Regions from separate parts of the Mus musculus genome. Here regions 1, 3 and 4 are each linked to region 2. A link is a contact called in public Hi-C, HiChIP or PLAC-seq and promoter capture Hi-C data. All regions are on one chromosome and are shown on one strand. Each heading gives the region's core, a stretch centred on a gene start, on an enhancer-like site or on the middle of the called end of the contact. The rest is flanking DNA. Distances are from core to core; before and after follow the strand shown.

Region 1 (6,865 bases), core at 717-3,216, 540 kb after region 2:
TTTTAACATGATAATACTGACTCACAGAGACAAGCAATAGCCCAACAACCCAACAGCCATAAGACTGTGGGCTAGTGAACGTGAGATGAAATGGACCAAATATGCCATTTGCGCAAGATGCTAACTATATACAGAGATGCCTTGTCTTTCTTGAATAATGCACTGTCTGATTGACTTTGGCCAGCACCACAGCTTACTTAGCCATCAAAATATAATTCTCGAAGCAAAGAGGTTTTACAGTGACTTATAGTAGGTACCTCCATCACAAACATCTAAGTGCTACAAACATGAACTCAAGTGATTCACGCTGGCCATCAGTGACTCACTTGCTCCTCCAATAGTGGTTATTTTATGACTCTGAGTTGCTTTTAACTGAGCAAGTGCCACTAGATAGAAAGCTAAGGTGTTTTGTTTGTTTGTTTGTTTGTTTGTTTGTTTTTGTTTGTTGTTTCTGTTTTGTTTTGTTTGGGGGTTTTATTTTTATTTTTGTTTTTGTTTTGTTTGTTTGTTGTCTTTGTTGTTCAGTTGTTGTTTTTGTTTGTTTGTTTGTTTGTCTGACGGAAGGCACACAGCTATGGACCAGCATAGGCTAATACTCATGAGTCATAGGGACCAAGAGCTATTCTGAAGGGACAGTGTGTTTTTTGTTCTCTTCCTGGGTTGTTTCCATGCAGGCCTTTAGCATTCTTTGGCCCAGACACATTAATGACAGGAAGGGGAAGTCTCATCTAGAAAAAAATGCCCTGACAATTTGAGAGGACATGGATTCAATAGATGGGCAGAAGCAGACTCCAAATCCAAGTACGTTCTGAATGATGAGGCTCTTGCTAAGTAAGAGCAAGTGTTTAATCCTAGCTTAACATACCCCAGCCATGCACCAATGTGTTCAGAGAACATGAACTTTGTCTCTTCATCATGGATGCTGCTGCAGGAAAGCTTCTCAGAATAATCATTACAACTCACAGGATTTTCAAGATCTCAATGTCTCCTCATTACCCGTGTCTCATACTCTCCAAGCACAAGGAATTCCAACACCTTTAATGGTGATTCTAAAAAACAGTGTTTTCTCATGTCCTCCTTACCTGCCTTAGTGGATAGGTAATGTATACATACTTATCGTTGTCTCACTATGACTGTAAGTATCATTGGATACTACCCTATTGTGCAGTATTATACAGCCAGTACTGAAGAAAGTTGTCAGTTCTAAGTTTTGAGATATGAGTTGTAACTATGTGCAAGCCATGCCGACTAAAATCAGTATTTTTGCAAAACACTGTCATCCTGGATCAAGAATGTCTGCTATATGATAGCAGAACTTTTATTTCAAAGCCCTATTACGTCAACTGAAACTATGGCTGTCTTCTTTGTATAAGGTTATAAGTTCAAAGCTTGCAAATTTTACTAATTGTAACATCAATGGAAACCATGAAGCATCTTGACAGGTTCGAAGTCAAGAATGTGATTAGAAGTTATAGTCCTCTACTCCCCACACATTCCTCTAGACTTCTGGTCACAATTATGACAGAAAGGTTTCTCACACAGCTAAATATCACAGATATGGAAATTCTAACAGCTGACTGCAAAACCTCAAGTTACTCCTCAATGTGTAAGGTTCTAAAACACACAATAAATGCCAGATGATTATCCTTCTAGCCTGAATACTATCGTAGTTGTCCTGGAAGAAGGAAGACACTCTACAGAACCATTTGTTTGCTCCTTCAGCTGTCAGCACTTGGAGAACATGGATCCCATTGAATCAGAACTATCAGAAGAGATTTGTGCACGCAGTGGAATAAAAACCCTAGAGCCCTGATGTTAACCAGAAAGAGATCTGGTCTTCCAGAAAGAAATTTCATAAAGTGTCTTAACGAATGTGCAAGACAGTCCTGAACTAAGAAGCCAAGGCAATGATGTGTCAGTCATAGCCAGGCCCACACATGAATCAGAACTGCTTAGTCACACATGCCTCTTGGGACCATGTCAGTGTCTTCAGAATGCATCACTTTATTTGTTCATCTTTCAACTGTGACCATACTGTGTGAGTTTTTTTCTCTCTATTCTTTATTAATGTATTTAATTGGCCTATTCAGTCTATGTTGCCAGTGCTGCCAGGGCCGCAGTCTTTAACCGAAATTTTGCTAATATTATACATATAAAAAGCAAATCAACGTCATTCGCAATATCTATACTAAGTATCCATACTAAAGCATAATTATGTTGCCACTATGAAATTTTTATGTGCTATTATACAATTGTTAATTATTTGGAAGCCATACTACAGACAGAGATATCTAAGCATTTCTCAGCATTTGCTGTGGTTTATGGATGACAAACATTTAATTTCTTGTACATTAACATGTAAGCATACATGTACACAGCTGGAGATACGTGAAAGTACTACAATTTCCCTAACCATATACTTCCTACAGAGTTCACATACATGTAGTGGCTCAGGCAGGGATGCTGTAAAAATTACTATGAAATGGGTAGCTTAAACAATTTCTCTAACACTTATGTAAAATGTATTATCCCTAAGACTTAAATATGAGGGCACTCACACAGAGAGCTTATTAATTAACAGCATGTGCTATAAGTCAAAGGGTTTCATGCTCAGCTGGCTCAATGTTTTCCAATGAATTAGAAAATAATAAATGTAAACACTTAAGACTATACAAGTTTCTGGAACACTGAGTAACTGTCTAAATTATTAACACAGCCATGGTTAACTGTAATCAAGACTACACAGAGGGTCAAAGAGAGGCCAAGTTTTCATCCCCATAACCATAAGTGACTCAGAATGGGACTGTAGCTCTGTGGTCTACCAGGAAGGTGCAAACGCTGTGTAGTATGCTGGCTGGAGTAAATCCCCATGATTCTTATCCTCAGCATGGCCCACTAGGACAGACTCCCTCTGCTGTTGCCAGATCTCACTAGGACCTGGGTCCCAAACTATATATGATGCTTGTATTATCATCAACAAATTTGAAATCTATAAAACAAAATAGGTAGTGCTTGGCTCAGAATTTCAATCCCAGTCCCAATCAGCAAGTCACTATTCTCTGTTGCAATAGAAGCGGAGAAGACTACATTTGAAAGGCTCTCCTGTGAGTAGAATACATTCAATCTGTGCATGCATACATTCTTAACTTCCTGCTACCTACCCATCAATTCTGCCTTGAGCTATTTTTAGTAGAGACATATATTTTTTTTCATGCTAGAGGTCTTCATTATTTTAAATTGGATTTAAGATAATATTGTCTTGAGAAGCCCTACATTCATAAAGGATTGATATGATCAAGAGACCCATTTGCCTTAACTATATACTGTTGCCAAAGAATATATGAGATGTACCAGTGGTATAGACCTAAGCAAGAATGCACAGTTTGTGAAATAAGCTTGTTTCCTAGCAACCCAGGTGGTATTTTGCTGTTGACAAAAAAATCCTTTATGATGGAAGGTTCAGAAATCACTTGGTGTCCTGTCCTTGTAAAATGTGTACTGCCTTTTGGCAACATAAACACATATTTTGACAAGAGGGATTAGCATTTCAAAACATGAATTTTGTGTGCAGTCATTCTGACTTGAGTATAAGCACACACATGCAGATTTTATTAAGCTGATGATGACAAGCTAGATTATTTCAGCGACTGCACAGATTAATAATAATACCAATCCTTTTGCTCATTTCCTTTAGGAGTCTGTTCATTCTCAATATCTCTAAAGTTGAAGTGGAGGTCCCACCCTAACTCCATAATCCTTACCCCACTTGCCTTTGGCAACATTAGGCATAGTTTTATTCACACTTATACATCACTAAATCTTCAAACTCTCCCCAGAGATTTGATTATTGCTTGAATGTGTCCTTGAAGAATCTAATTCCTTTACAACTTGCACTGTCACACAAACCAGTTAAAAGAAGTCCTGCCCCCAATTTGGAGGGATTTATTTTGACATAAGATATCTATCCTTGGCTAACTTACCATGACTATAAAAGGACTGAATCCTGGCCCACATTTGCAGATCTAGAGAAATGTGCAGGTGAAGTGGATTTCTATTCTGGTCCTTAGCTATTCCCTTTACACAAGGCCTTGAAAGTCCGATAAAAAAAAAAAAATCAAGATCTAGCTAGAGATTCTTACTGGTTTTAGTTATGCCTGATTGAGCCACAAATTAACCTCAGAAATATACAAGACAGCATGACAAGTACTTCCAGGGTCTATAAGGCAATGTAGCTCCTGAGCGTACTAAAGAATGCCCCATGCTTTCAACTTATAAAAAGTCACACTGTGTAGAGACTGCGAAGAAGGAACATGAACTCCCTCTTCCTTTAGTTCCTCAGGCATTAGTGTGGTTTTGAAGAATAAAAATAGCAATAAAAAGGATAGAGGACTAAGGAAGAAAGAGGGGGAGAGACAATGAGGCAGTGGAGGAGAGGAATGCAATCAACAGGACAAATTCTTCACAGAATTCATAATTCATTCCAAACTCGGATTTAGGAGTCTCTATTTTGAGCAAAGAATTTGGGATCTATCATCATTCTGACTCTTCCCAGAGAGCAAATGCTCACTAAGTAAGCAGAAAGAATCTCAATTAGCAGATAATTCTGCAAAAGTATCTAGATTACCAGTTTAGGAAATACTGTCAAAAGATGCTAAACTTTACAAAAAGCTTCAAACTGTGTGACTCACAAGCTAAGCTGTTTGTCTCAATTCAAAGGACTTGACTCTTCCCTGGCATACTGGAGAGTGTTTGCATCCTCCCTTTACAAGTTTCTATTGACTTTGACTTTCAAGAGCTAACTTTGATTAGCAGGATCTCCATCTCCACTTAGCTTTCCCATTGTCAAAATAGACCTACATCAATAATGGCGCTAAATTTCATATTTTAAAGGGATCATCAGCCTAAGAGTCAAGAAACTTATCTAAGTGACTTTGGGAAAAATCCCATGATTTCTACAAAGTTTGATTCTTTTTTTTTTTTTTAAATAAAAATGATATTGAGCAAGGTGATCTTTTTTATTCTACTATGCTAAATTTTCTATCATTTGCAATATGTAAAAGCAAATGACTACTTAGCTGTGTCATAGGATATTTTGGAAAACAGGTAAGACAATGAAGTATACAGAGTATTTTAAGCTAATTAACTGAGCCAAATATTATATATACCTATGTCAGATAGTTTGGCTAACAGTATTAATATAGTATTCCTCTATCCTCTAACCCATAATGCTTTTTTCAAATTTCATAGTCTTTACTATGTTAGGCCTAGAGGAGGGATTCTAAGACACATCTACGAATTTGAAATTCAATCAGTTGAATTTAAATGTAAATATCAGTGTGAAGACTATTATAATATGCCCACAAAATATTATCTCATGGATTCAGTAGCAAAATCTCCTTAGACCATAATTTTCTTCTACTAATATCTATCTATTCTTATATATTAAGTTCATAAAAAGGGGGATTTCTCTGCCATGTCATCAAAACATGGTTTAAGCCTAAAAGAAACAACAAAAGTGAATTGAATACTCACATTTTGGAAGCAAATTAAGACTTAGAACATTTTTTGGTAGTAATAATGAGACCAAATATCACCCTCTGGCCCCTGTGTGCTGCTCATGCTGTCAGACTTAAGCATTCATATAAAAGGACAAGGCACAGAGACACACAAGGAAAGAGGAAAACCATACTTTTACAGTAGGCCACATTTTTTTTTTATTTCATATGAGCCTATCCTCTATGAAACTTATTACTTCTACCACTCATAATCCCTCCTTTCCTTGATCCCTCTAGGCACCAAAGAAAGAAGTTCATGGCTCCCAGGGCAGCAGCCCTGGCTCTAACATTAATCAATGCATCCCCAGAGAGAGAGAGAGAGAGTGACCTAAGCACTGCCTGACATTTCAATGAGCTGGGAAAGTGTGCTCAATATCTAACATTCAAATCATGAATAAATGTCTACATTAGCATTGCAAACATTGTCAGTAAAGTCCAGGCTCGGGTGAGCCAGAATCAACTCAGATTTTTCCGAATTTCACTTTTTTAAAAAATATAATGGGAAAAAAATTAAACTGTTAGAGAATGAATAGATATCCCAGACTACACATAAGTGTGTGTGCATGTGCATGTGTACACACACACACACACACACACAAACACTTATATAATCATACATACAAAATATTGCCCAAGAAGTTACAATTAGTTACGGTCTTCTGCTTGACCCCCACAGGCTGATCAAGCACTCATGTAATAAAATATTGGAAGATTGCTGTATGTTCTTGAATTCAAAGTGCATCTGATAAGACCTAGGGAATTTCTGCACAAGCATCATATTTTAGCCTTACTGGAAGGAATGTTTTTCCAAATAAAGACTATTTATACCCTACACATAACAAAATTAACTTTAAAAATACTTGCCTAAAAGTTTTAAAAATGTTTGAGTTGTGCAGCCAATCAAGAGGCTGGACATTTTTCCCATTACCACCAAACATTCATGCATGCCTCTTAGAGTCAAACTTTTGTGAAAGAACAACTTGGAAATTCTAATACCTTCTGATCACCTTGATGGTAATTTCATTGAACTAATATTAGCAGTTTTGCCTTTTATCTGTCCTCAGTTGGCCTTCTCCAGCCTTGAAGAATAAGAAACTATGATTTCCAGAGCAACAGCCTTGAACTTGAAATGTTGAGTTTTCACATTTTACAAAATCCAGTATATCCTTCTTTATAAACTGATTAAAATTTGACATCTTACCTGAAAAGGAATTCTTGCCTGGGTCAAGATTACAAATTCTTTTCTGCTGAATATTATCAGTTTTCTACTTTCACATTTAGATCTTCTTTGAGAAATTAATCCCCGGGCA
Region 2 (6,940 bases), core at 2,775-5,274:
AGGTAGAGGTGACAGGCAAGGGAACTACAAGAGACTTTCAATATTTAAACCAACAGCCAGTGTGCACTGTGATGGCACGGGCAGGGGAGTGCAGGGTTGAAGGTTTCTGACCTGTGGAATTGCATTAATGAAGGAGGAATTTGCTTTTTCCTCTGGAATGGAGTCTCTCTCACCCTCTACCTGGTCAAAGCCACTTTTATTTAGCAATGTGTCCAAAGTTATGTTCTGAGCCCTTCAATTGATGTTGCCGGTCACATACAGCCTTTATTTATCCACATAATTTTCTTTGGGGTTAGGGTCCCTATAGCTAGTCTAATCTTAGTCACTCTTAGACATGTCCAGTCTCACATAGACAGGCAATTAGTGGCTGTGTGACGAATCGTCTTCAAATCTCTTGAATGTCTTTTTTTATGGTGCACAGTCCCTTAATGTGTCTTATTAAATTTGGGGCATGTGAGAAACATTGAGGATGGTGAAGAATATCAAGGGTATCTGGACTTGGAGCTTTGTCTCAGGGCAGTGCTCAAACTACAGGTGACAGCTGGTTTTCGCAGGTGGCTCCTTAAAATGGAGACCCACCTCTGGCGATTCTGCTTCCGTAAGTCTGGAACAGGCTGGGAAATGTGCATTTTCCAAAAAAAAAAAAAAACAAAACAAAAAAAAAAAACTTAAGAAATCATACTGCTGAGGCTGGTATTGGCACTCAGGGAACAACCCCTGCTTAGGGCAAAGGTGACACTCGCCCCCCTCCGATGTCTCACAATCAAACAGTATAGCTTTGGGCCCATTTAAATCATTCTCTCTGGAGGGTGGCTAGAGATGAAGCCCCAATGTCAAAGGATTTTAAAACTCCCCAGAGTCCAAGGCAGGAAGCTTGGCAGGTTCTCTGCTGCCTGAGATGCCTTGGTGACATAAATGAAGTGCCCTGCTCCTTTCTGAGTGTTTTGGAGAGGACCAGACACTTGGATAGACTGTTGGTTTGTTCTGCTAATGTAAGGAGCAACAATATTACATCTGCCTGCGAATAGGAAGGAAGATTAGAGATCAGTACTTTCTTTAGGATAGTTTAGAGCTCAGGCTAAGCAGACCCTCCTTTTGCACAAGTCTTATTTCTACCTTGCTGCCTCCAGGGGTATTCAGAAAAGGAAAGGATGCTGGACCTAAATCTAATCCCAAATCTTCTAGCTTTAGTCTCAGGAAAGAAACTTCTCCCCTTAAAGTTTCTTACCAAAGGGTAAGAAGAGAATATTTGTGCAAGACAGGTTTGTGAATTGTGTGCTAGGGCCAGCCTGGCTAAGTGTCAACTAGACTCTAGGCTGCATCCCCAGAAGTCGTCACTAGGGGGCAGCCTTGTACCCCGAGCTGAGTCCAGGGACCTGCTGCACTTCCTACGTGGCCAGGATTACCCCTGCTGCCCAGCAGGTCCCTCTGCCTTCCTGCTGTGGTTTGGGTTCTTGCAGAGTCACCCTGCTCACCCCATAGTAGGGTTTGCCTCTGAGGGCTGGCCAGGGTTTTAGGAAGTGAGAGCATCTCTCCCGTGGCTGAGAAATGATAAGCAAATTTAATGGAATTATTTGGGTGTGTCATTTGAATGGTCAAGCCGGGGCAAATGGATGCTTGCTACTCCTGGCTTGCTTCCTTCTTCCTTGAAGCTTTTCGGGGCTGGATGGACATGTTCATATTGTAGCCTCTAGGACTTGGCCAGAAAATTCCCCTGTAAAGGTGAATTTTAGGGAAAACTGCCTGTAGTTCGGGTGACTGCCAAGGGCATGTGCCAGTAGTGCGAATATTCTTTCATTTGCTCATTGTTAGGAGGGATCCGGCTGTATTAGTCACACTTTGAAAGAGTCTCACATTCTGCCCCTCCATGAAAGCCATCCCAGTGTTTGCTGACTTCCTGGGAAGTTTGACACTGTCAAACCGTAGCAAGGAAAGCAAGACTGAGAGCTTTCAGTTTGTTTTCCACCCTCCAAAACCAGACAGGAGTTTATGTGTGTGCATTTTTTAAAGAATAACTCAAAGGTTTTCTTAGATATTGTCTTCTCTGGGCTTGGGGGGGGGGAGGGGGCAATTAAAACCAGAGTAATTCATTTATTCTAATGGAGACTCTGAATATTTTAACATTAAACCCACTCCTCCAGCACTAATGCTCTCTCTGCAAATGTTCCAAGGTAATTGGGAAGGTTTTACCACTCCATTAGAAGTGCTGAGAACCCGGTGAGAAACAGAAAACTGTTCTGTCCCGAGGCTGGCAAATAAAAGCAGGAAAAAAATCGCATGGGCACAGAATGACAGCTAAATTATGCTCACAGAGTATTGGAATACAGGTAATAATTTCTCTACAAAGATGTATCCATTCTAAGACACACAACTCACCAATGACCAGGTACTAGGCTGTCTGACTTTTTTTTTTCTCTCAAGAAAAATAAAATTTTAAGACTAAAACAAAGTTTCCTGTCTATTTCTCTCCTGGAGCCCCAGTCCCTCCACTAACAGCATGCACAAGCTCTTTGGGACTATGGTGAGGACAGCTGACATGCTAACACCACTCACCATACAGGATGGTTAACATGGACACGGGCATGACAAGGAAACCCAGCAGCATATCAGCTATGGCAAGTGACATCAGGAAATAGTTGGTGGCATTCTGCAGCTTTTTCTCTAGGGACACTGCCATGATGACCAGTATGTTTCCCGCAATGGTGAGAATAATCACGACAGTTGTCAATAAAGCAGACCAGTTTTTTTCCTGGAGATGAAGAATGGAGAGGCATGTCGGTGGGAGGTACCCTTCGCAGGAGAGGTTGGTTCTGTTTTCAGCATCAATTGTCCAGTTCGAGGCTTCGGAAGTGTTAGCATCCCTGGAGTTGAAGTCATTAGGGTAGAGCCTCGAGTCGTCACCTAATTGCATTAAGGAGTTTGGAATTGAGCTCAGGGAGATATTGTCTTCACAGAGAATTTCCATGTCTAAGCCGGAAGTTGTAGCAGATGAAGTGTGGAGAGACTAGCGAGTCATAGCCGGGGCTCACCATTCATCTTTACGTCCTGGAGCTAGGGCATGCTGAAGCGGAGACCTGTGTGGCTCCTCTGGCTGCTTTCTCCTCTTCCATAGTAAGAGTTACAGAAGTGTGATGGCTCTTGATTATGCCTCGCTTCACAGTGCTAGGGAGAGTCCACGGCGGAGCTGTAAGTTCTCACGGAAGCAAAGGCAAAAAAAGCAGTGTGGAGCATTTGGAGACACAAACGTGTTCCTGGTTAAGGAAGAAAAGTTTTGTATCCGGTGAGAATCTTTCAGCCAATTCTCGGGTTGGATATGCTGCTTTCAAGAGTTCAGCCATCACAAAGTTAAAACAGCATGAGATCCAAAACGAGGAGGGAGGGCTGTGTGCCCTCTATATTAATTAAGGAAGTCAATTAAAAATCCACGCAATGTTAATGCCATCATAAGGGTTAACCCTTTTTAGTCTCAGGCAGAATCGCCGCAGCGATGGTCAGGAATTTCAGCTTGTATCTCTGGCTCAGTTAACGAAAGGAAAACGCATCCCGAAGCGCAGCAGAGAACTTTCCACATCAGAAATTCTCGCGGCAATGACGGCATTCTAGCCAAGCGTGACTTTAAGCAGAAAGAAAATCCCACAGCAGTAAAGGACAGCAGCCGAGGAACTTACATTCATTGTCGCCAGGGTCCGCTATCCTGTGACTTGCCTGTCGCATGGTGACTAGGCCAGTGTGGAATCCCCTCTCTTTGAGCTTCTAGCAGCATAAGATGATAGTAATTTGATTTCTGTTTCTGCTGACTTCAAAAACCGCATGCCGGTTCCAGCACGGTTGAAGTCTGTGCTGGCTGCTTCTGCTACTGCTGAGCTTGGTTGGGTCTTCCCTCCCAGAGCCTGGCTGCTTGCTGAGGCGAGCGCACAGAGAGGAATCAGTCACTAGGGAGCCCCTCTCAAAGTCACACAAAAGAGCCGCAGGGAAAGTAGGAAACGCTGTCTGTATCAAGAGGCTCCCGGAGCTCCAAAAGAATAAGCCCCTCCTGGTTGCCTCCTTCCTCAGACCTCCCTCTGTCACTGTGTCATAACCTGCAAGGTGGCAACAGCCAGGAAGGGCGGACCAAACAACCCCCTCCCCCGCGCGCCCCCATTCTTTCTGCTACAGGTTAATTAGGAACCTTTCCTTAAAAAAAGAGAGAACAAGGAGACAGCTTAGGGGACAGCAGGCAGGAGGGGTACATGGCAGTCATATTTTTAGGCTGAGGGGTGAAGAATGAGAAGATAAATAAGGCTAGAAAACGGCATGTCCTGGGATCTGGGAGCATCCAGCACTTCTATCCAAGCCAGTGATGATGTGTCCAGGAGGGATGGCTGACCGTGGCGACATGAGTTCAGAGGAATCAGGAAGTCTGTGGCAATAACTGATAAACTATCAGAACAATTTTTAGTTACTTAAATGCATTTAAGCACACACACTATTGCTATGTGTATGCATCCTGTAACTAGCTTACTTTTCTTCATCTCAAACCTGTCGCCAAGAAATAATGAAAAACTTCATGTTAGAAAATGAAGGGTTTTGTTCTATTTTGTTCTATGTTTTTTTCCCCCAGAAGTGACCCTAATGATAAAGCGACTCACATGCAAAAGAAGCTCTCTCCCAAGTGGTCCTTAAAGGAAGATAGATGCACTCATGACAGATAAGAAAATGGATTACTTTCTTATAATAATCCTGGACACCAGGGGCTTTTGGGGGGTTCTGTCCATCTCATTCTTCTCTCTGTCTTTTACATTCTCAGTTCAGCCACTCCTGTGCCTTCGATGTGTTGTCAATTCTCCTCATGGCAGTGAGCTAAATGTCCAGTTGCCTTCTAGATCCGTTTGTCTATGACCCAGGAGACCTTCCATCCTGACCCTCTCTTTGAGGTTTATTGCCACATGTCCTCCTGGCTCATGAAATCATCATACGGTCCACCCAGCCCTTCATCCCTTCTTCCTGCCTATGCCCAGAGGTTCCCAGCATTCCCTGCCCCGCACGCAAAGTTCTCAGCTCTCCTCTGCTCAGCCCACAGTGGGGAGCCCTTCTGCTCTTCCTGGGCAGGCACATAATTTCCCAGATTGCCTACCTGGGACTGGGCTGCTGGTCTTGTGAGTGCAGTGCATGCCGTGTGTGTGTGTGTGTGTGTGTGTGTGTGTGTGTGTGTGTGTGTGTGTGTGTGTGTGTGCGCGCGTGCGTGTGCGTGCGCGTGTGCGAGTGCGTGTGCGCGCGCGCTAGTGCGCACGTGTATACAGAGTAGGTGTGGGAGTCATAGTCCTTTGGTTCAGAATCCAGCTTTTTAACTCATACAACCTAACTCAGTTGCCTTTAGAGCCCAGTGCTCTCTCCTCCCAGGGTGGTATTTAGCTCCATCCCTGGGTTACAGTGAGGTATCAGACAACATGCACAAATGTTTAGCCTATGCCTGGCTTATAGGATGCTCTACATTTTACACTAGCCATTTTATTCCTATTAAAATTATTACTGATTGAAGGAAAAACACATCACTACCCTCTTGCCTATATTCCTTATCTCTTCTTTGAGGGATACACAACCCTTTTCTCAGTCTGCTCATTCTCTGGGGCCCCCATTTTTCAGGCCTATACTCTCACAGCTTTTTCAGGGGCAGCCTGGCAACAGCCTGAATCTTCATAATTCTGACATTTCTCATATTTTGCGTGCTTGAAGTTCCTCGAGACTGGAGTGTGGACTGCTCTCACTGCCTGTCTTTCTGTATCCTCCTTGTGAATTTCCAGGGTGCAGCTCCCAAGTTGAGAATCCCAGGTTGGGCACCTGTTAGTTACCTCTGTGACTTTGATTAAAACTCTTCAATCTCCACACCTGGTTTCCTCATCTGGATGAAGAGGAATGGGATTAGCCATGCACCTACTTCAGAGAGTTAATCTCAGAGCTAAGTAAATTTATAGATTTGCCTTGCATATTACAAGCCCATAGGTTTTTAGCCTTACTGCTGTTATTGGATATTTCTTTCAGGGAGCTTGCTGGGTGCCATCCTCCCCCAGTGAAGGCAAAGTCGTCAGCATCCTCTGCAGCCTTTCGTTTGGATGCTAATCACAGTGAGTTCAAGCCACATGAAGGAAAGAGGAGGTGTGTGTGTGTGTGTGTGTGTGTGTGTGTGTGTGTGTCTTGTTCATGGTTGGCTGCATGGTTTTTCATTTAGATACTCAGGAGATAAAAGTGTTAGTCAGCGTCTAATGCTTTTTGAAGGTGGCACAAGCCCGTGATCTCAGTTGTTTAGAGGGCTTGGGAAGTAGGGTGGTAGGTTCAAGGCTACCCTGGGGGAAACTAAACTATAAAAACAGGGTTACTTGCAGTTTTTGCGGCTTAATGGACAAAACAGTATAGACATGATCTCTCTAGGTTGTTGACTACTGATAATAGAATGTGAGTCAGACTGGGTAGGAAGATCGTTGCATTCCTATACGTTTTAGATAATAACAAGACTATTGTGACATTTTAATATATGTGTAAATGTGATATGTTTCAATAATATTCAACCCTACTGATTCCAAGTTAGATAGTCCTTTTGAGTTTGCAGTGTGTTGGTGGCTGTGTTGGACACTGAATGTTCTGTCCAGCACCCCCTGCTGGACTGTAGTGCTGAACTTTGTTACTGTGGGAACTATTAGCAGATGGCTCTCAGCTATGAAAATTACTCTCAGCCAAAGAGGCCCCTTGACATGTGGCGTGGCAATACTACTTTCTTGGGGTGCGGGGAGGTAGTTCTGATATGATGACCTTTGAAGGCTGTCAGTGACCTCCTTAGAGGAGCTTCTCCTTAGATGTGCTGAGACTCCCCCTCCTCTGCAAGCTGTGCCCCCTCCTGTGAGCCCCGCCCCCCACAAGCCTCACCCCTCTCCATCTTCTGCTACCCTATAGGTGCTGATCTCTGTAA
Region 3 (6,843 bases), core at 3,977-6,476, 910 kb after region 2:
AACAAAATTACAGAAGAAAACTTCCCTAACCTAAAGAAAGAGCTGCATTAAAAGTAGTAAGGGAAAATGCTCAAATAACATATAAAGGCAGACCTATCACAATTACACCAGACTTCTCACAAGAGACTATGAAAGCTAGAAGATCCTGGCAGATGTCATACAGACCCTAAGAGAACACAAATGCCAGCCCAGGCTACTATACCCGACAAAAGTCTCCATTATCATAGATGGAGAAACCAAGCTATTTCATGACAAAACCAAATTTACATAATATCTTTCCACAAATCCAGTCCTACAAAGGATAATAGATGGGAAAGTCCAACACAAGGAGGGAAACTACACCCTAGAAAAAGCAAGAAAGTAGTCTTCTTTTAACAAACCCAAAAGAAGATAGCCACACAAATATAAAAGTAATATCAAAAATAACAGGAAGCAACAATCACTGCTACTTAATACCTCTTAACATCAATGGACTCAATTCCCCAATAAAAAGACATAGACTAACAAACTGGATACATAAACAGGACCCAGCATTTTGCTGGATACAGGAAATGGACCTAGGTGTCAAAGACAGAAACTACTGCAGAGTAAAGGGCTGAAAAACAGTTTTCCAAGCAAATGCTCCCAAGAAACAGCTAGAGTAACCTTTCTAATATTGAATTAAAGCAAGTTTCAACCAAAAGTTATCAAAAAGGATAAGGAAGGACACTGCATACTCATCGAAGGAAAAAAATCTACCAAGAAGAGCTCTCAATTCTGAGCATCTTTGCTCCAAAAGCAAGGTCACCCACATTCAAAAGAAACTTTACTAAAGCTCAAAGCACATATTGTACTTCACACAATAATAGTGGGAGACTTCAACACCCCACTCTCATCAATGGACAGATCATGAAAGCACAAACTAAATAGAGACACAGTGAAACTAACAGAAGTTATGGAACAAATTGATTTAACATATACATATAGAATATTTCTTCCTAAAACAAGAACACACATGTTATGTACTCACTGATAAGTGGATATAAGGCAAAGAGCGTGGAATACCCACAATACAACTCACAGACCACATAAACCTCAAGAGGAAGGAAGGCCAAAGAGTAGACGCTTCAGTCTTCTAGAAGGGGGAACAAAATAATCAAAGGAAGTAGAGGGTCAGAGAGACTTGGGAGGAAGAGAAGGAGAGAGGAAAAAGAGTGGAAGAATAAAGTATGGCAGAACATGGAGGAGATGTATAGAGGGTCAGGAAATTGAACAGAAGTGTGTAGCAATGGGGGATGGGGAACTGGAGGTAGCAAAGAGAAAGTACCAGACATCAGGAAAACATGAGCTTTCCAGGACCCCACGGGGTGACATTAGCTGAAATACCTAACAAAGGGGAGGGAAAACCTGTCAAGACCATACCCAGAGTTAGGCATGGCACTGGTTGAGGGATGGAGTCACCCACCCATCTCCAACAATTATAACCCAGAACTGCTCCTGACTAAAGGAAATACAGGGAAAAAGAGTAGAGCAGAGACTGAAGGAAAGGCCATCCAGAGACTGCCCCAACTGTGGATCCATCCCACATGCAGACACCAAACCCAAACACTATTGCTGATGCCAAGAAGTGCGTGCTTACAGGAGCCTGATACAGCTGTCTCCTGAGAGGCTCTGCCAGATCCTGACCAATACAGATGTGGATATACACAGCCAAATATTGGACTGAGCACAGGGGCTCCAATGGGGAAGTTAAGGCAAGGACTGTAGGAGCTGAAGGGGTTTGCAATCTTATAGGAAGAACAATAATATCAACCAACCAGACAACCCAAATATCCAGGAACTAAACCACCAACCAAAGAGTACAGAAGGGGTACCCATGACTCCAGCTGGATATGTAGCAGAGGACTGCCTTATCTGGCATCACTGGAAGGGGAGCCCCTTGGTCCAGTGGAGGCTTGATGACCCAGGATAGGGGAATGCTAGGCCACTGAGGCAGGAGTTGGGGGGTGGGGGAGGCAACAGAGGGAAGCACCCACATAGAGTCAGGGGAGAGAAGAATGGATGGGGGCTTGTGTAGGGGAAACTGGGAATGGGGATAACATTTGAAATGAAAATAAATAAAATAACCAATAAAAAATAAGAAAAAAATATTTTAAAAATTTCAGAAAGTGTTGTGGTCCCTTGTCCTAATACATTGCCTTGTTATTATAGTGGCATGTTAGTAATGTGAAAGCATAATGTAATTGGAGAGTGATGTTCACTCATTCTTATGGATGTTCAGGTAACATCTTAGAAAAAAAAAGATCCAGAATAACAATACCTGTTTTTAAAAAGCATTATTATTTCAATATAAAAAGCAGAGATTACTGAAGAGAAGTGAGTTCATACTCCTAAGCCCAAAACATCACATGGTATTAGAAAGAAAATATAGATAGAATTCAGTACACACTTCTTATGTAGACATTTGGCCAAGGGAGACGGTCAAATTACACTGACAAACTGCAGCATCCTTCCAACGTGCACAGCTACCATTTCCAAGGTACCATCATCTCCCTGTTTCTTCTCACTATGGAAGTTTTCAACTGCCCCCCCCTCCAGACTCTCCACAGTCCAAGATCTATCTCTGTGCATCTGTGTGTCTCTGTGTGTGAGTGTATTATGATATAATCCAATTAATATGATCCAAACAGTAACGTGGTTTAAAGAATATAGGCACAGGATGCTGTGAATAAGAATCCCTGTAAGGGAGCTGTCTAACACAGGCTGATCAAATGACAAGAACCTCAGCAGCTATGGAGCCTCTCAAATGTGGCCAATCCTGATAGTCACAGTTTCTCTTAGGCCCTCTGAAGTGCCCTCTGAAGAGCCATTCTTGGTTCATCTCTGGTCAGACCTAATATCCCTATAAACAGTTAAAAAGCATTTGCAATGTATGAACAAAGCTTGATTCTCTACCAATTAAAGGGCTGAGAATACATCAGATAGTGTCTGAGACCTATAGCTGAGTCTTCCCTTGCTATCACCATCCATGTATTTTTAAATTGCCTTGATTTACAACTTTCTTTGTTCTGCAACTATAAAAACTCCATAAAACTGCTTCCACATTGCCACATTATATTTGAGGAGACCTAAATATATGTTCCCAAGCCACACTATCTCAAATTTGGCTCCAGAATAAACTCTCTCATTCCCTTTGAAGTGAGAGCAGAGTTTCTTTCATTGACAGTATAGCACAGGAAATCTGAATTTTAGTTCAGTTGGTCCACAAAGACCTAACTGCAATATATGTCCTCATTTTGAATAACAGTTATTCTCTGTCATTCCTTTCCAAACTTCTAGCTCATTTCTACAGAGAACTTTATCACAACCTGAAAAATACTAGATTTCTCCTTGATGGAAATTAAGATCCTTTAGAACTGTATAGAAACAAGCATCTGCAGTGATTAACTTTCCAAAGAAAAAGTCATTTGGACTTTATGCTTTTAGAGGACCCAGGCACTACAGTCAGGAAACTCTGGTTTGGGGGCGCTGTAGCGTGGAACTGCATCACGGTGGAAGTAGAGTGTAGAGGAAGCTGCTCACGGTAGATTTTGAAGGCAGCAGAGAGATATAGCAGGTTGTTTATTTTAAACAATGAAGAACAAACACAGTGGGAAAGGGCATCTGCAAAAAGGGAAGGGAATATTTGGAGTTTATACAGGGGTCCAGACAAGACCATTTTATCTTTAGAAACTGCTATTAGGATGCAGGTGAGGGTGGGTGACTTAGTTAGACCGAGGCAGTGAGGGAGAAGGGGCTGCAGTTTCAACACAGGGGCAGGGGATTTCATCAAATCTTAGGGGAACATAAAGTTCCTTGGTCAAGGTCTGGTAGAATGTGTTCAAGGTTTCTTCTAACAGTTCACCCTATAGCAACCAAGTAACAAAAGGAGGAGCTAGCAAGCCGCATGAGCCCCTTGAGAATCCACCAGTTTCTTAAAACCCTGCATGAGGCCCATCACTTAAACATCCATTACTTCCTTAGAGCACCAAGCTGGGATCCAAGCCTTAAACATGAGCCTTTGTTGACTGTCCCAGACCCAAACAGAGCAAGAATACACATGCTGCAGTGCCTGTTCATTGGTCAGGGGCCCACCAAACTAAACAACATCTAACCAGATAATCGCAAAATAGTTTTGAGGGATGAAGGAGGTAAATGATGAACTTTTTCTAACAACATGGTTAGGATTACTTTCAAGTGAAGGAGATGATGGTCACTTAAATTATTACAATAGTCTCAAGAATGCCTGGTATCTCAACTAAGAAAGAAGAGCCCTTGACAGCAGCTGACCTGTGAGTCACCCATCAAACATGAACCATCTCAGACTATGAGATTCTAACAGAGATATCTGAAAACAAGATAAATAAAGCAGAACAGAGGGGCTTCATAATTTTATCTAAGCACAGACAAAGACAAGGTCATCCACAACATGCCAAACATGCCATCTCTTGACCAAAAGGAAGCCTGTATCTTTTTTTTGTTATTATGGCTTTAATCTCTTACTCCAGTCTCAGATTTCAACAGGTGAGTCTCTGAAATGCCCCAACTGGAACTTTTAAACCATTCTAACAGCATCAAATCTACAGTAAATCCCTGTTCCGTGCAACCCTAACTGTAGCCACTCAGCCAGAGCCCAAGTCCTATAAATATTCTTTCCCATGAGCCTCTTGGTATGCGTTCTCTCTCATTGCAATGACAAACGAAACCTTCTCAATGACAAGAGTGTGGAAGTGTTACTGGGGGACAGAATTAACACAGTATTGAACACAGCAACATCACTTGAGCTGCTCCACCAGGCCAGACACTGCGCTGTTTTTTCATTTAGTCCCACAAACAACATTATGAGATAGATTCTATTATCTCTTTATAGATAGGAAAGCAAGCATACCCGTTCAAGGTCAAACAGATAACGAGCAATAGAATTAAACTCAAACTCAGATATTATACTGACCTCTCTCCTGATGGCTTACTCAAAGGAAGTTAATTCTTTATAGAACTGAGTCTCTAAACTTTCTTGACAAAGACAGTGTGTTCTATGAGAGGAAAGCAACCTTGGAATCCAAGAAAGATAAGTATTTCCGCATCTGTTCAGAACATCCTGCAGGGCTCCCAGCGCTGCCAACTCTGTTCTTCTCCCCTTCTGCTCTTCAAAGTGGCTTACTCACTGGCACCGAATTTGCATCACAAAGCCAGTTCTCCATCAGTACATTCTTTTAAAGCTAGAAGTGACTGTCTTGCTGGCTGCAGAAGCTTTTCTAAGCTAGAGGGTACTGCCAAAGGAAAGGTCCTTTTTCCTTTCACTGAAGCAACAGACTATTTCTCCAACTGTGCCCAGGCATTCCTCAGCCACCACTGAATGGGCTGAATTGACAAAACATCTCCCTCTTTTTGAACTAATAATAACCTGGAACAGTCACACTTGGAGCTAAAACAGAACTGAAGGCTACAGGATACAGGCCCTGCAAGAGATGAAAAGAAAAGCCAACAAACGACACGACACAATAGCCTCTCAAAAAACATAATCCTGGTCTTCTGTCGTCTTTGCTCATCTTAAGGTGAAAGCTGCAGGTTTCAGTGGAAGTTGAAGCTGCAACCAACTCACATCCAACCCAGGTGAGTCACTGACCAGATGATAAGGATGTTTCTGGGACCCACGTGTAACAATACAAATGGACAATAGGTAGCCCATCATGGGGCTCTTTCTGTATCATCAACTTGGTTTTACACGTTGGTACAAAAATGGATGTTTATTGTGGAGCAAAGGAGGCTCACAGCCACACTGCGGGGATGTAGTTTCCTTCTTGAGTCTGATTTGAATGATGTAAGTAAGATGGCCTCACACACCAAAGGCCTGGGAAACTTCCTGAAATGCCAGCTGTGAAGAAGTGTGAAGAGGAAGGGGATCCCTGAGGCACTTTCCTTTCTCCTAGAAAAGCCTACTTTCAAATGCTGTTTCCTCTTCAGCTATTAAGTCCACTCTAGTGCTGGGTGAAGTACTTAATTGGCAGAACCCACCTATCCTTGTGCACATTAAAGAAATATAAACACTATTATTCAAGAGAAGTACAAACATCAATATAATACCTATGACGTCATTTCCGGTACAAACACTTCCAGTCTGTGAGGGAAGCTGGGAAACACAGGTCTGTGACGTATCTACTAAATCTGCTATTACTAGTTTCATAAAAGACAAAACTCAAAGGCTGACCAAAGCCCACCTTTGTTAAGTTGCAATTTAATTTCTCTAAGCCCTCATCTCTCCACAACCCATTGCTTTTATAGAAGTCATGAGACAGAAGGAAATTTGAACTTTTAACCACCAGTATTTGCCTATATCCTGCTAGAGTTCCCCTCTATATCCTGCTAGAGTTCCCCTCTAGCTATGTTTGGTTTTTTGGTTTTTGGTTTTTGGTTTTTTTTTTTTTTTTTGAGCTATGACATCATAGGTTTTCATGTTCAGTATATGACATTGACATTGCCCGCTTCAACTTCTATGGTTACCTGGTACAGATCAAGCCAGTCAAAGTTCCAGCACTAATGGGGAGAGGTTCTAACAACCCACCCCTTGCTCAGGAACTGTTGGCAGTTGATGACTGAACTCAGAGATGAGTCATTTTCTCTGGGGATGTAGCTACTGGTAGACTGTCCCTTCTCCAGTTGATGGCCCCACACCTGTGTACATATGGAAACTAGTTGAACCCAGGGTTTGCAATTCAATTAAGATGAAGTTGGAAGTGGAGTTTAGTGAGGAACCCAGGAAGAACAGGAGAGGGAAGCAGAGGATGAATATGACCACATTGTATGATGCTTGAATTCTGCGAATCA
Region 4 (7,278 bases), core at 39-2,538, 590 kb after region 2:
AACTCCAGCACAATGTCTACTTGCATGCTGCCATGCTCCCAACCAAGATGAAAATGGACTAAACATCTGAATCTATAAGCCATCTCCAATTAAATTTTGTCTTTTGTAAGAGTTTCTGTAGTCATGGTGTCTCTTCACAGCAATAGAATACTAAGACATGCTACTAAGTCCAAATGCAGCCACTATGGCTCAGCAAGCTTTTGGCGGTTTCCCCAGGTAGTGACCTCAACAAAATAAACAAGACACCTGTGTTATAGTGTTTCCAGTCTACTTAGAAGACAGACACTAAATAAACACGTAAAGTTCAGTGTGATTGCAATCTTAAATGAGATGAAAAGAGAGGAAATGACTGTGGAAATTGGGGAGGGCTCACCTTAGTAAGAGTCCCAAGGGCAAACCTCTTATTTTTGCCACTGATGCTCCAAAGATGAGCAGTAGCTTTTACAGTAAATGCAAGGGCACTTTCCACACAAACTTGGAGACTTGGGAAGAACAGAGAATACTCAGGCATGCACTGAAAGTCAGTCAGAGGGGCTGAAAGAATGGCATTGGAGCCTGGGGAGAAACCTGAGCTATGCTTCCTGTCTGCCATGGAGACAGGCATCTGGCAAAGTTACATCTGCTTCCCTGGAGAGACTGGGAGCAATAGAGGAATAGAGACCATGCTGGGCTTCTACAATAATGCACAGAAGAGAGAGCTGAAACACAATACCAGTAGGGTACCGGAAGTAAAGTGGGGGCAGGAGCAGTGACTCAGAGCTTCAGAGCACATAGTGGTCTTGTGGAGAATTCAAGTTCTATTCTTGGCACCCACTCTGAGCAGACCACCATCACCTGTAACTCCAGCTCCAGGAGATCTGGCACTGCTGGACTCTGCAGTCACCAACACATAACTCAAAACAATAAAAGTAAGCCTTTAAAAGAAAACTGGACAGGTTTAGGGTGTATTTTGAGAAAGGATTATCTGGACAATCTAGTGATGAAATACTTATGGAAACATAAAGGAGAAGGAAGAAACAAAACTGGTTCTTAGTGTCCAGCCTCACAGGGAGTGAAAAAGATGTGCCACTCACCAACAGGAAAAAAAGTGTGAAGCTTCACACAGACAATGTACCCCAATATTAGTTTATTTTAATGGAATTAACTATATATGGTTTCAATATATTTGAATAACATTTACGTTCATCACCAAAAGAATCTCTTGAGGATCCTGATTAACACAGCAGTTGTTCATAGATTGCCATGTCACCCTGATTCAGTGAGGACTCAGAAAGGACGGAGCTGTGGACTGGAAAGATCCGAAGGGAATGCTTGCTAAGGGTTTTCATTTCTCTGCTGGCTTTGTCTTTGCTGAATCACTCTAGAGTGCTCTGAGATAGAAAATGAGTTTAGTTAACTCCATGCCCTACCCTCAGATGCCTGGGATACAGGTAGACATCCCCAATGATGTCTGAGTCCCAAACAAGTAATCACTTGTGCCCTTGCTGTGCTCGCCTTCCTGCCTCTTTTATTACAAGGTAGGCGAACTACAAGGTGGATGCTAGAGAGACAACCCTGGGAGCCTGAAGGCAGCAAAGCTACAGGCTCAGTGCTCTATGAGAGAATGCTGGAAGTGTAGAATTAGGCCCATGAAATCACATGTGAATGGGAATAAGCTATTTTTATTCAACAATGTCTCACAAATCCTCCTGCTACAGATTCTTAGGTTAAAAAAATACCAGAAGTGCTATGTAGGAAACTGGAATAAAGGAAGAAGAGAAACAAAAAACAGGTACTTTACAAGAGGAAAAAGGAGGTAAAACCATCTTTAAAAGTATGTTTTGAAATAAATAAATATATATACACATATTTATATTTTAACACACACACACACACACACACACACACACATATATCAGAGGAGAGTCAGTATCAATGAATATAAAAAAGTTAAAACTGGCAGATTATTCTTTTGAAAAGGTTTTCCATCTCTGACAAGTGCTCAGTGAAAAATGAGGCAATTACTAAACATAACCAAAAATATATTGTGACATATATCACAGTAACTTATGCAGCTTGGCTGTGAAAAATAGAACTGTTTGGTGTGGGAGGAGGAAAAGGAGATCAAACCGTGCATGTAACATAACAATTACATCTGCATATCTTGTCACAGTAAATAGTGCCTGCTTAGCATTTTTACGAACACAAAAATCTCAACATATAGAAAATGTATACATATGTGAATTTCACTATTTCAATAAAGCACATGCACCCTGGCATTTAAATTGAAAATTTAGCAGTATGAAAAAAATTAACAGAAGACATCACACACCATAAGTAACTGGTTTGCTTCTGGGAAGCAAATGATAGAGCTGTTACAGAGAGGAACAAGGATGCGGTAATGTACTGTGTCGCAGATGCAGATTTAACTCCCTACATGAACCTGGGAAACAAAACCATACTCATAGGCTGTATCGATTCTTTCCAGGAAGTGATAGGTCAAGATGCCAAAAACTAGTAGTAGTTTTAAAATCTCTAGAATGTGATTTCTAAGGCAAATGGTATATATATACATCTGTAAATATACTCCCTCACACTCAGTGCAACTATCATAAACTAACTGCATAGTAACTACAAGACATCAATACTGTCCAAGGAAACAGTACACACACTAGGTTTTTCTCAGACTCTATTTTGCAGGAAAACTAGAAACATAATGAAAACCAGTAAGAATCATGTATCTGAGGACCTGGGACATCTTAGCCACAAAAATGCTGTTGGTAAGGGAGCTGATTGTCAGGAGCATCAGAGCAGAGGACACATCAGAGGCCTGTAGACCACTTAAGTCCAGATGTGAAAACCTGGAGGAAAGAGTTGCAGTAATAAGTACATGTTTACATACTCAAATACATTTTTTAAACTAAGAAAACATTTAAAAACAACAACAGATTAAGCTTTCAACTGAAAAAGGTATGAGCAGAATTTGAAATTATAATTTACCGTTTTAATGAAAAGGAAAAGTTACAAATAAAACAACTCAGATAAAAAAGAATGTTGTACATGTGAATATATTTTTACAATAGAAAATTAACTGACAAAGGTATAAATGCTGTTATTTAACAGAATTTTGTGGGAAGTGATAAATTGGGACGACAGCTACAGCACCTAAAACTGAACAATGGAGACAGTGCTTGGTTGGTGGAGAGCTTGCCAAGCATGCGTGAAGCAGAGAGTTCAATCTCAGTACTGAATACACTGGGTGTCATGGTGCATGCCCGCATCACAGTCCCACAGAGTGTGGAGAATAAAGCTATCAGAAGTGCACAGCAAGTTTAAGACCAGCCTGGGCCACAGATCAGCAAGAAAAAAGACATTATCTGAAGCAGAAGTGAAAATAGGCGTAAGTGGATAATGAAGAAAACTTGATTATAAAGAAACATTCGGGTGTTGGCCATCACAGCAACAGAAAGAAAGGTTCTTATCTTGTGGTCTTCAGCTTAAATTGGCAAAAGTAAGAAAGCCAGATTAAAAAGACAACTGTGTTTTCTGTAATTTGGTGATCTTAAGCTGTATACAGATACAGATATAGATAGGCAAACATACACACACCCATATATACAAATACATAAATGAAATGAAAGTAGAAACAAGAATGCCTGTTTGGCTGACAAAGGTGGATGGAAGGAGAATGAGAAATTGAATATGGTCAAAGGACATGATATACTTTCATGGAAATGTCTGGGTGAAATCTGTCACTATATATAATAAGTATATTACAAAAAATAATATATCAATTATATATATATTTTAAGGTTCTGATGAGAATGGGAAAATTCCAAGCAGTATGTGGAGGAAGGTACACAGAGGAATATGAGAGTAATTTTTGACAAAACACTCTCCTATATCCCATGGGTTTGTAGACTCATGATGTCAGGTACAGCCTCAGAAACTCTCCCATGTTTCCTAAAGAGGGATATGAATGAGCACTATAAGCCTTGATTATAGTACAGAAGGACAGGAATAGCTTGTGTGTCCTGTAAGTGGAGAATACATAGGGATGGTAGTCACAGAATACAGCACTTCAGAAAACAGCTGCAATAAAGAAAATGGCCAGGAGATACAAATAGCTGTTGTAAAAATTAACTATTGGAAAAAGTTCGATAACAAAATTCTATCTGTATACATTGAATATATCTAGTAATTCTTACAATAACCAATATAAATAACATGCTCTAGAGACTGTCCTTAGGGTTCTATATTAATTTCAATCTTCTCAACCAGACACCAAAATTGGCAGACATCACTACCCTCATTATCCAGATAAAGAGTCTGAGTCTCAGACATGATGAGAAATAAGCCCGTGGACACATGCCTAGCATGTAGTAGAGTGATGGCCTCACTCAGGCAGGCAGGTCCATGTTTTCATCCTTGACTTGCACTAATACTTTGCAAAAAGAGTTCTGTATATTCTTTATGGATAAAAACGCATCTGTGAATGTTTATTAAGGGCATGGATGAGGACATTTTAAATAAGGTAAACTGAAAGAAAGGGGAAGTGAGGTGTCTTCGGGATATCATTTGAAATGAAAATAAAGAAAATATCTACGAGAGAGAGAGAGAGAGAGAGAGAGAGAGAGAGAGAGAGAGAGAGAGAGAGAGAGAGAGAGACCATGACTAAGGCAACTCTTGTAAGGACATATAACTGGGGCTGGCTTACAGGTGCAGAGGTTCAGTCCATTATCATCAAGGCAGGAATATGGCAGCATATAGGCAGCTATGGTGCAAGAGGAGTTGAGAGTTCTACATCTTCATCTGAAGGCTGCTAACAGAATACTGACTTCCAGGCAACTAGGATGAGGGTCTTAAAGCCCATACCCATGGTGACACATCTACTCCAACAGGGCCACACCTTCTAATGGTGCCACTCCCTGGGCCAAGCATCTACAAACCATCACATGGGGTGAGGTGAGGATAGTAACTGTCACACATACCAGGAACTAAGAAAAAACGAATTGAGGCCAGTACTGAGTAACTGTGAATTAATCCCTGCTTGCCACATCTGATCAATTCCATGTTCTACTCCTACAGTAACGTCAGAAATAAGTATAAAGAGAAAGAAAAGGATGCTAATTAAGAGCAGTTGTCTTAGTTAAAATGTCTGTAACTTTGATGAGATATCATGACCAAAAGCAACTTGGGGAGGAAAGGGTTTATGTCATCTTACAGCTTGCAGGCCACTCTCCATCACTGAGGGAAGTCAGGGCAGGATCTCAAGGCAAAATTCAATGCAGAGGCCATGGAGGGATGCTGCTTGCTGGCTTGCTTCTCATGGCTTGCTCAGCCTGCTTTCTCATACCATACAGGACCACCAGCCCAGGGAGAGCACTTTCCTGAGGGTCTTGGTCCTCCCACTTCAGTCATTAGTCAAGAAAATGTCCTAGACATTTGTCTACAGGCAACCTGATGGTGGCATTTTCTCTATCGAAGCTCCCCACACCTTTCCAAATGACTCTAAATTGTGTCAAGTTGACAAAACTCCGGCTAGCAAAACAGGTACAAAATAGCTAGTTTTACTAACAGCACTGAGAAAAATTGCCTTTTGTGTTAGTTTTGAGGGTTTATTTTGTTGTGGCTCTTTTGGTTTTGCAATTTTTTTATTGAGTTTCAGAAGAAACAGTATTCTCTTTTGGTAAAGGAAAAAAAAAAAAACAAGTATGTACCAACTAATGGCTCACTCAACCCATCAAAGCTAAAATGACTGCATCTGAGAACCCTCCTACTTGTGAGATGTGATGCCTTCCAAGGACTGGACATTCCAAAGCCTGGATCTTACCCCATCATTTCAAAGGCTGTCAGCTGACCCTGAGTCACTCCAACAGCAAATTCCTATAAAAGGCAACAGAGTGCTCAGTCTTCTACGCAGTTCACTCTTTCATCCGTTAATGCTTTCTTTTTAAGAGCCTCGGTAAATTTTGTATTTTATTTTTGTGTGTGTGCAGTAAGCACAGCTGGTGTTATTTTGCATATTCCAAATCCCATCCTCTGAGAACAGATACCAGCTTGACTTAAGTGCTTGTTAATGAAAGGGATGCCTCAAATACATAGGTACAGTTTAACCTATACATTTCAAACTGCCACGACCTCCCCTGTCAAATCCTTGCACTAAATAAAAATTATAACAGAAAGAGAAATAGAAAAACTGAAATCAAAAATTCAGGTGAAGAGACTAAGGATCCAAGGCTGTAGGCAGCTGTGTTGATAACAAAGAAAAAGACAGAAACATCCTCCTCACGCTAAGACAGCAGAGAGCACCCCTCACTTCAGAGCACTGTGTCGGAGATAGAAAGGGATGGGACTGAGAGAAGGGAGAACCAGACAGTCTGCTTCGCTTAAAGCCAAAGCCACTTGTATATTCATGCTTATATCCATACATGCATATCATACACACATGCATGCATAGCATGTTCAGCTGATTGCAATCTTTGTATATTCATGTTTTTCTCCATACATGCATATCATACACGCATGCGTGCAGAGCATGTTCAGCTGACTGCAATCCTGTCATTTCATAGGCTAGCCTGAGCAGTAGGTTTATTTATAATATTTAATGCAGTTTTCCCTATGTTGCTTCATAAAATATCATGAAGAATATTATGACAGTTCTAAACTTCTGCTTTTTAGTTATTATATTAAAAATAGCATTTTGATCTACTTTTTACCCCTTCAATTACCCAGAGTTCTTGGTGAGATGGCTTGAAAGCTCTGGACAAAAGCCCTGGCATTGTTTGCAGAGGTGTACCCACGAGAGGAGCACTTGGCTTGATTTCCCCTTTCTTCCACTTGCCTTACAACAGCAACTGTGAAATTCTTCCTGAATGAATTGTGCAGCTGTCTGGTTTGATTGCAGCTTCAGAGACTCTGCGCCTCTGACCTCAGCTGAATTGCTGTTTTATTGCTATTTGCAGCAATGTTCCCCAGTAAATCACAACTTCTGTCCCTATGGCAACCACGTACACCTGAGCTGCTGCTGCTGCTTTTTCTGCCAGCAGAGAAACATAGTTATAAGAGGAAATAATCAATCTGCCTAGTGACCTTTTCTGCTTCATTATACTGCTTTGATCTCACTGGATGCTGGGCATTTTCAATTAGGGATCTTCACATTGAACCCAGAAGCTGCGTGCACAAACATGTTTCTTTAGCAGGTAGGTGTAAATGAAAGAACGACATGTAAATTACTTGACCCTTCTAGAGGATGGCTTCCAGGTAGCAGTTGAATAATGCTTGAAGTGTAGGTACAAC

What was found. Promoter capture Hi-C pulls out the DNA fragments that hold promoters and counts their contacts. Hi-C and Micro-C count contacts between places; a contact is called where the count stands out from the background. HiChIP or PLAC-seq counts read pairs in DNA pulled down with a chosen protein or histone mark.
Region 1: a contact with region 2 is called in an H3K27ac HiChIP or PLAC-seq map of SST interneurons, with 5 times the contacts expected there. The contact joins the enhancer-like site here to the promoter of Htr2a in region 2. A contact is called at or near these places in 15 of 39 promoter capture datasets (the 3T3-L1 cell line, 3T3-L1-derived adipocytes, the C10 cell line and 8 more), 1 of 484 Hi-C or Micro-C datasets (adipose-derived mesenchymal stem cells), 1 of 115 datasets of contacts at active chromatin or transcription factors (SST interneurons) and 2 of 9 other capture datasets (adipose tissue and macrophages).
Region 3: a contact with region 2 is called in a Hi-C map of cortical neurons, with 2.3 times the contacts expected there. The contact joins the enhancer-like site here to the promoter of Htr2a in region 2. A contact is called at or near these places in 13 of 39 promoter capture datasets (3T3-L1-derived adipocytes, the C10 cell line, the HPC-7 cell line and 8 more), 1 of 484 Hi-C or Micro-C datasets (cortical neurons) and 3 of 115 datasets of contacts at active chromatin or transcription factors (acute myeloid leukemia, embryonic basal ganglia and neural progenitor cells).
Region 4: a contact with region 2 is called in a promoter capture Hi-C map of second pharyngeal arch cranial neural crest, with 4 times the contacts expected there. The contact joins the enhancer-like site here to the promoter of Htr2a in region 2. A contact is called at or near these places in 12 of 39 promoter capture datasets (the 3T3-L1 cell line, the C10 cell line, the HPC-7 cell line and 7 more), 3 of 484 Hi-C or Micro-C datasets (cerebral cortex, cortical neurons and embryonic stem cells) and 1 of 9 other capture datasets (macrophages).

The regions. Positions count from the first base shown.
Region 1 is chr14:74,094,977-74,101,841 of GRCm38.p6, reverse strand. No RefSeq gene overlaps it. Among named protein-coding and RNA genes, the nearest start is that of Gm35517, 84 kb to the right of the region's middle. Within about 2 kb of position 1,966, at least 15 of the 459 cell types and tissues checked have an H3K27ac peak or open chromatin away from gene starts, as enhancers often do. A contact at or near this core is called in SST interneurons and adipose-derived mesenchymal stem cells, where this site is marked.
Region 2 is chr14:74,637,958-74,644,897 of GRCm38.p6, reverse strand. It overlaps Htr2a (5-hydroxytryptamine (serotonin) receptor 2A), which reads right to left and starts at 4,024. Exons shown (of 3, transcript NM_172812.3): 1 at 2,554-4,024. The coding sequence starts at 2,965. It overlaps Gm41210 (a long non-coding RNA gene), which reads left to right and starts at 4,052. Exons shown (of 3, transcript XR_874820.3): 1 at 4,052-6,101.
Region 3 is chr14:73,730,739-73,737,581 of GRCm38.p6, reverse strand. No RefSeq gene overlaps it. Among named protein-coding and RNA genes, the nearest start is that of Gm24540, 34 kb to the left of the region's middle. Within about 2 kb of position 5,226, at least 32 of the 459 cell types and tissues checked have an H3K27ac peak or open chromatin away from gene starts, as enhancers often do. A contact at or near this core is called in cortical neurons and neural progenitor cells, where this site is marked.
Region 4 is chr14:74,047,116-74,054,393 of GRCm38.p6, reverse strand. No RefSeq gene overlaps it. Among named protein-coding and RNA genes, the nearest start is that of Gm35517, 36 kb to the right of the region's middle. Within about 2 kb of position 1,288, at least 10 of the 459 cell types and tissues checked have an H3K27ac peak or open chromatin away from gene starts, as enhancers often do. A contact at or near this core is called in second pharyngeal arch cranial neural crest, where this site is marked.